Regions from separate parts of the Anas platyrhynchos genome. Here region 1 is linked to region 2. The links are chromatin contacts, called in public Hi-C maps. All regions are on one chromosome and are shown on one strand. The core of a region is the stretch at or near the end of the contact, and the rest is flanking DNA. Distances in the headings are between cores, read along the strand shown. Region 1 overlaps SNX30 (sorting nexin family member 30). Region 2 holds the start of INIP (INTS3 and NABP interacting protein).

Evidence for each region. Hi-C and Micro-C count contacts between places; a contact is called where the count stands out from the background.
Region 1: a contact with region 2 is called in a Hi-C map of subcutaneous adipose tissue, with 3 times the contacts expected there. The contact joins the enhancer-like site here to the promoter of INIP in region 2. A contact is called at or near these places in 4 of 8 Hi-C or Micro-C datasets (F5 follicle, liver, skeletal muscle and 1 more).

What each region holds. Positions count from the first base shown.
Region 1 is chrZ:75,582,207-75,584,906 of IASCAAS_PekinDuck_T2T, reverse strand. All of the region lies in intron 4 of SNX30 (sorting nexin family member 30), which reads right to left. Among named protein-coding and RNA genes, the nearest start is that of SNX30, 32 kb to the right of the region's middle. Within about 2 kb of position 1,261, at least 1 of the 8 cell types and tissues checked has an H3K27ac peak or open chromatin away from gene starts, as enhancers often do. A contact at or near this core is called in subcutaneous adipose tissue, where this site is marked.
Region 2 is chrZ:75,542,140-75,544,839 of IASCAAS_PekinDuck_T2T, reverse strand. It overlaps INIP (INTS3 and NABP interacting protein), which reads left to right and starts at 1,350. Exons shown (of 5, transcript XM_027446578.3): 1 at 1,350-1,429; 2 at 2,124-2,197. The coding sequence starts at 2,173.

The DNA.
Region 1 (2,700 bases), core at 12-2,511, 40 kb before region 2:
GAGGTGCTCCAGGCAGGCAGCAGCAGTTCCCCTGTGAGCTGTGCAGGGAGAAGTCCCTGGTGGAGCAGGCTGTCCCCCTGTAGCCCATGGGTCCCACATGGAGCAGATCTCCATGCTGCAGCCCCCCCATGGGTGGAGGAGCCCCTGGTGGAGCAGGTGGATGTGGCCTGGAGGAGGCTGCGGCCCATGGAGAGCCCCCGCAGGAGCAGGCCCCGGGCCGGAGCTGCAGCCCGTGGAGAGGAGCCCACGCAGGAGCAGGGGGTCTGGGGGGAGCTGGCACCCACCCGTGGGGGACCGGTGCTGGAGCAGTTTGCTCCTGGGGGATGGATGGACCCCGTGGGACGGAGCCGTGTGGGTGCAGTTCCTGAAGAGCTGCTGCCTGTGGGCAGCCCCCGCAGGCTCAGTTCGGGAAGGATGGCATCTCATGGGAGGGACCTCACAGGGAGCAGGGGCAGAGAGGGACTGTGAAGGAGTGGCGGAGATGAAGTGTCAGGGACTGACTGCAGCCCCCATTGCCCTGCACTGCTCAGAGGGAGAAGGTAGAAAAACGTGGATGGGGAAAAGGTATGTTTGCTTTGCTTTTAGTTCTCACTGCTCTAGTCTGTTATTAATAGGCAATAAATTACATTCGTCTCCCCTATGCCGAGTCTGTTCTGCCCATGATGGTAATTGGTGAGTGATCTCCCTGTCCTTATCTCAAGTCAAGAGATTTTTTCACCATATTTTCCTCTCTGTTCTGCTACAGAGGAAGAATGAGAAAGTCACACAATGTTGCTTAGCTGTCCAGTGGTGTGAAACCACCACAATGACATACTTTTAAGTCACGTCGTACAATACTAGTGCTATGCACTTGTATCAGTTGGTTCTGATAGCCTCGTACAGAGCTACAAACTGTATGTCTATTTGCTCAGCAGCCTCTTCAGGCTAGCTGTGTGGTCAGACAGGAGGTAAGGGAAGACAGTACAGAGAAATAGCACAGCATGAGGAGACTAGTACAGCTTTTCAACAAGACCCTGCAGCTCACACAATCTTAGATGTAGCCATATTGCCTGCACAGACAGCTTAAGCTTCCTTGCTAACACTTTACAGATTTGCATAAATCAACATTCAGGAAACCTATGTTAACATGCTTGTTTATCAGCAATCTTTGGGGGATTTCACCTTGACAGCATGTCAGAAAAAATGTTTTCAGTTAGACCAGATACTATCCATTTTGCATTTTACTCTTTCCAGCAGGGGTCACTATTCAACATCTCAACACAAGCCTAAGAGCTATAAACAGCATGAGGAAGGGATTTTTCAAGTCAAGCAGACCCACAGAGGTCAAGAATAAATATATGGAAGCATAGACCAGACCTAAGGCTTAAGTGTTCTTAAAAAAAAAATACAAATGCCAGCTTCAACACATGCAATATGCTGTTCTTTCCAAGTACTTATATAAGCCTAAGTCTGGTTAAGAGAACCTGACATCTTAGGAGGTACAATCAATCATTTTGAATTATGTTTGCGTTAAAATTGAGTGGTTCCTTGACTCTTGCCTTCTGTCTGTTCTACACATTATCTGTAAGTAGGCATCAGAAAAAGTCCCTTTAAACCAAAATTATTCACTCATTCTCTCAAGTACTCTGGCATCTTACTAGTCCAAACAGGGAACTCAAAGAAAGGGCGTTTTCCTTTTTCAGCCAAGAGGTGGTCTCGTGACTTTATGCAATAACTAAATTCTAACGTCCTAATAGACTGAACTGATTTCTCATTGTTAAAATAAAGAATGTACCAACACTAAAGACAGCCAGGAGAGTACGTGTCTTTTTTTTTTTTTCCCCTCAGCCTCCCTAGACACTCCGCATTTTTAATGCAAACACTGCCCCGGGCTAAGGATAAAGCTTTTATCATTCATTTCATGGGGGTGGAAGGGTGATGGAAGAAAACTAAACAGCTAAGAAAGTTGCATCGTGCTTTGACAGCTTTAAAACAGAACAAATTTATCTGATACTTAATCATCAACGCAAGGTCTGCATTTTGGACTTCCTTTAGTGGTAAAGTTCACCATAAATGGAGGAAAAGAAAAGGGAACTTGAGATTGAGTCTCACATTACTACCAAGCAGAGCAGTAGCCTGAAGTGAGCTCAAATTAAGTGTCAAATTGAGCAAGCTAATGTAATGTAACACTGGGGAGATGTGCTTTCACAGCTCTCCTCACTTATCAGGTCAAATCCAAGCATGACTGCAAGTCACCCTGGTCTTGTTTAAAATGCAGTTCAAAAGACAGCCAAAGAAAATTACACAGTTCCTGGATGCTTTATGCAAAAGATGAGCATGAAATTGTTGACCAAGGACAAACAAGAACAAAATCTTCACCCTTAACTTTGGAAGCAAGAAGTACAAACAGCACAGAAGGTACAGACAAGGAGGGAAAAAAAAGAGGTCAATAAATTTGCAAGCTTCTGTGCAAGAGATCTTTCTTCCTCCCCTACTTCCCTCCTCCCCCAAAAGAGGATTTTGCACAGTTTACAATCTACTAAATTCTCAATGCCTCTTGCATCATAAAAGTATGATTTAGAATACACTCCTCTTGGAGCATTTATACATGAATGCAAAACAAGCACTAGAGAACTGAATTCATCAATCTCCAAAACGTCTGTCTTCAAGAAAAGGAAGGCTGATACTTGTCACACATAGGCAACATTAAGGGTCCCCCAA
Region 2 (2,700 bases), core at 101-2,600:
TTCTAAATGTGGAAATTACAAGTCTCTAGACATCTCTCTAACTTGTCCAGGTTTAACATTTTCACTCTTAGCAAGGCTTTGAAAAGTATGAACGCGTGTACAGCCAGGCAGTATACTTGGTCATAAGGACATTCGCTCTCTCAGAATTTGCATACACAATACATGAAAAATGTACTATTTTAGGTCCAATGAATGTTGCAGATACCAACAGGATTTTTATACATTCTGTACACTCCCCTGAAATGTTATTTCCACATCATCTGCTGCAGCTGGCCGCAGCAGATTTTTTTTTTTTCTAAAAAAAAATGTAATTTCTCTTTGACAATTAAGTATATATCTGGTTGTCCAGATAATGGAACAGCGTGGCATTTGGCAGGCACCCTCCCTACATTCCTACCAATATGAGTAATTCCACCCTAACTAAAACAACTCTGATTTTAATAAGCCCTCGTTCCACTTTTAGCCTGGAAACTGTCTTTTAAGTCAGTCAGACTTGCTGGGAGAGGCAGCAGATGCATTTTAAAGGCTTGTGGTGTGTGAGACGCGATACCGGGTCTGAGATCCCCCGCGGTGGGTCAGGATGCCCAATACAAACCCCCCAACTCACACCCTCGATACCCAAAATCTCAGTTTTAAAGAGACCACATGAAATAACACCAGAAACAATGACAGCTGACTTTATATATATATTTTTATGTCCAATATGCTTAAAAAAAAAAAAATCGCACAACTTTATTTCGCACAATCAAGACCCCAAATCTCGGTATTACGGAGACCCCTTGAAATAACACCAGAAAACAACGACAAATTAATTTATGTATTTTTATTTCCAATACGGTTAAAAAACAAACAATAACTTTATTTCACAGCATTAAGACCCAAAATCTTAGTATTAAGGATACCCCTTGAAATAACACCCGAAACGACGACAAATGACTTTGTGTATTTTTATTTCAAATATGGTTAAGAAAAACAAACAAAGAAACAAAAAATAAAATAAACAAACTTTATTTTGCAGCATCAAGACCCAAAATCTCGCTATGAAGGAGACCCCTTGATACAACACCAGGAACAACGACAGATGACTTTATATACTTTTATTTCCCATAGGACTTAAAAAAAAAAAAAAACAAACAAAAAAAACCCTTTATTTTATGAAAATTTACTGCCTTTAAAATAATAATCCTGTATTTAACACCACAACAGGCTGTGTGACTGCCTTATTGACAACCCAGAGGCCTGCGTTGAGGCCCCGCGGCCGGGCCAGGCCCGAGGTAGGCCCGGTCCCCGCCCCGTTGCCTTGGTTAGGCAGGGGGGCGGGCCCTCCCGCCGCGCTTGAAGCTGATTGGCCAGCGCGACCTGTCCATCATGACGCTTTCCCGTACCGCCCGCCAAGGGAGCGTGACGTCATGAGCGGGCAGCGCGCACCGTGAGTTACCGGAGGGGGGGGGACGGGGATGGAGGTGGCCGGGAGGGGACCGGGAGGGGACCCGGAGGGGGCGGGGGGGGACGGAACGGCGCCGGGGCCCTCCCGCGGGTGGCACCGAACCGAACCGGGCCGGGCCGGGCGAGCCCATTCCCGTGGCGGGGGGGGGGGGGGGGGAAGATGTGGGCGGGAGAAACCATTTCGCGCAGTGCGGGGGGGGAGGCGAGCGGGAGAGACCATTCCCCACCGGGGGGGGGGGGGGGGGAAATAGGGCTGAGAGGGCGAGTCCATTCCTGCCTAAGGGGGGGGGGGCGGGGGGCTGTCCCCCTCCCTCCCTCCCTTCCTCCCTCCCTCCTCCCTCAGGGGTGCCCCCCCCCACCCAGGGGTGGCCTTCATAAAGGGGTGGTTATTCATAAAACGTGGATAAAAGGATCCAAAATGGAATAAATAAATAAATAATAAATAAATAAATAAGCAAATAGGCCACGGCTCATGTCGTTTCTGCTTAAAAATAATAATAAAATAAAATAAAAACTGGGGGCAGTTCAGCAGCGTCTCGGTGTCAGGGCTCTGCCTGCCCGCAGCTGAGGCGCGCCTGAGAGAGCAAAAATCCGTGTCTGAATAAAAAGAAATGCGCACTTATACAGGGGTAAACCCCGCGTTCTGCCTCTTTTTGTGTTTTATTTTCTGATTTCAGAGATCCGTGGGGTTAAGCGGCCGGACGGAGGTCAGGCTGGGAGCTGAGGATGGCAGCGAACCCCTCGGGACCCGGTAGGTTTTGCCTCAGGTGTGGGGGAAGGCAAGGGAGACAGCGAGGCTACCCAAAACCATGAGTTGTGTGGGTAGAAAGAGCAAAAAAAAATAAAAAAATATATAATAAAAGTGAAGGAAGAAGGGCAGGGATGGAGAGCAGCGAGGTGAGAGCAAGCGCCCCGAGAGGAGGCGTGCGTGAAGGGGTTGTGAGGAGACCATGAGGGCGCCGGGAGAGCTGAGCCTCTGGTCATCCCTTCACACCCATCCCTCGACCACTTCCTGAGGGCTGCTTGCAATTAAAACACCAAGCACCGACCGTCCTGTGGCGAGGAGCAGCCGCGAGTCCCGGCTGTGGCAGCAGCAAGGCCCCGGGAAGGGGTGGACAGCAAGGTAGCCTAAGAGGAGAAGCCCAACAAAATCATCACGGTGATTCCCACAAAGCGATTCTGCACATGGTGAGGGATCTGCAAAAGCACTGGCAGCATGGGAATGGTCAATACATCTCGCCCAAATGCTTCGCT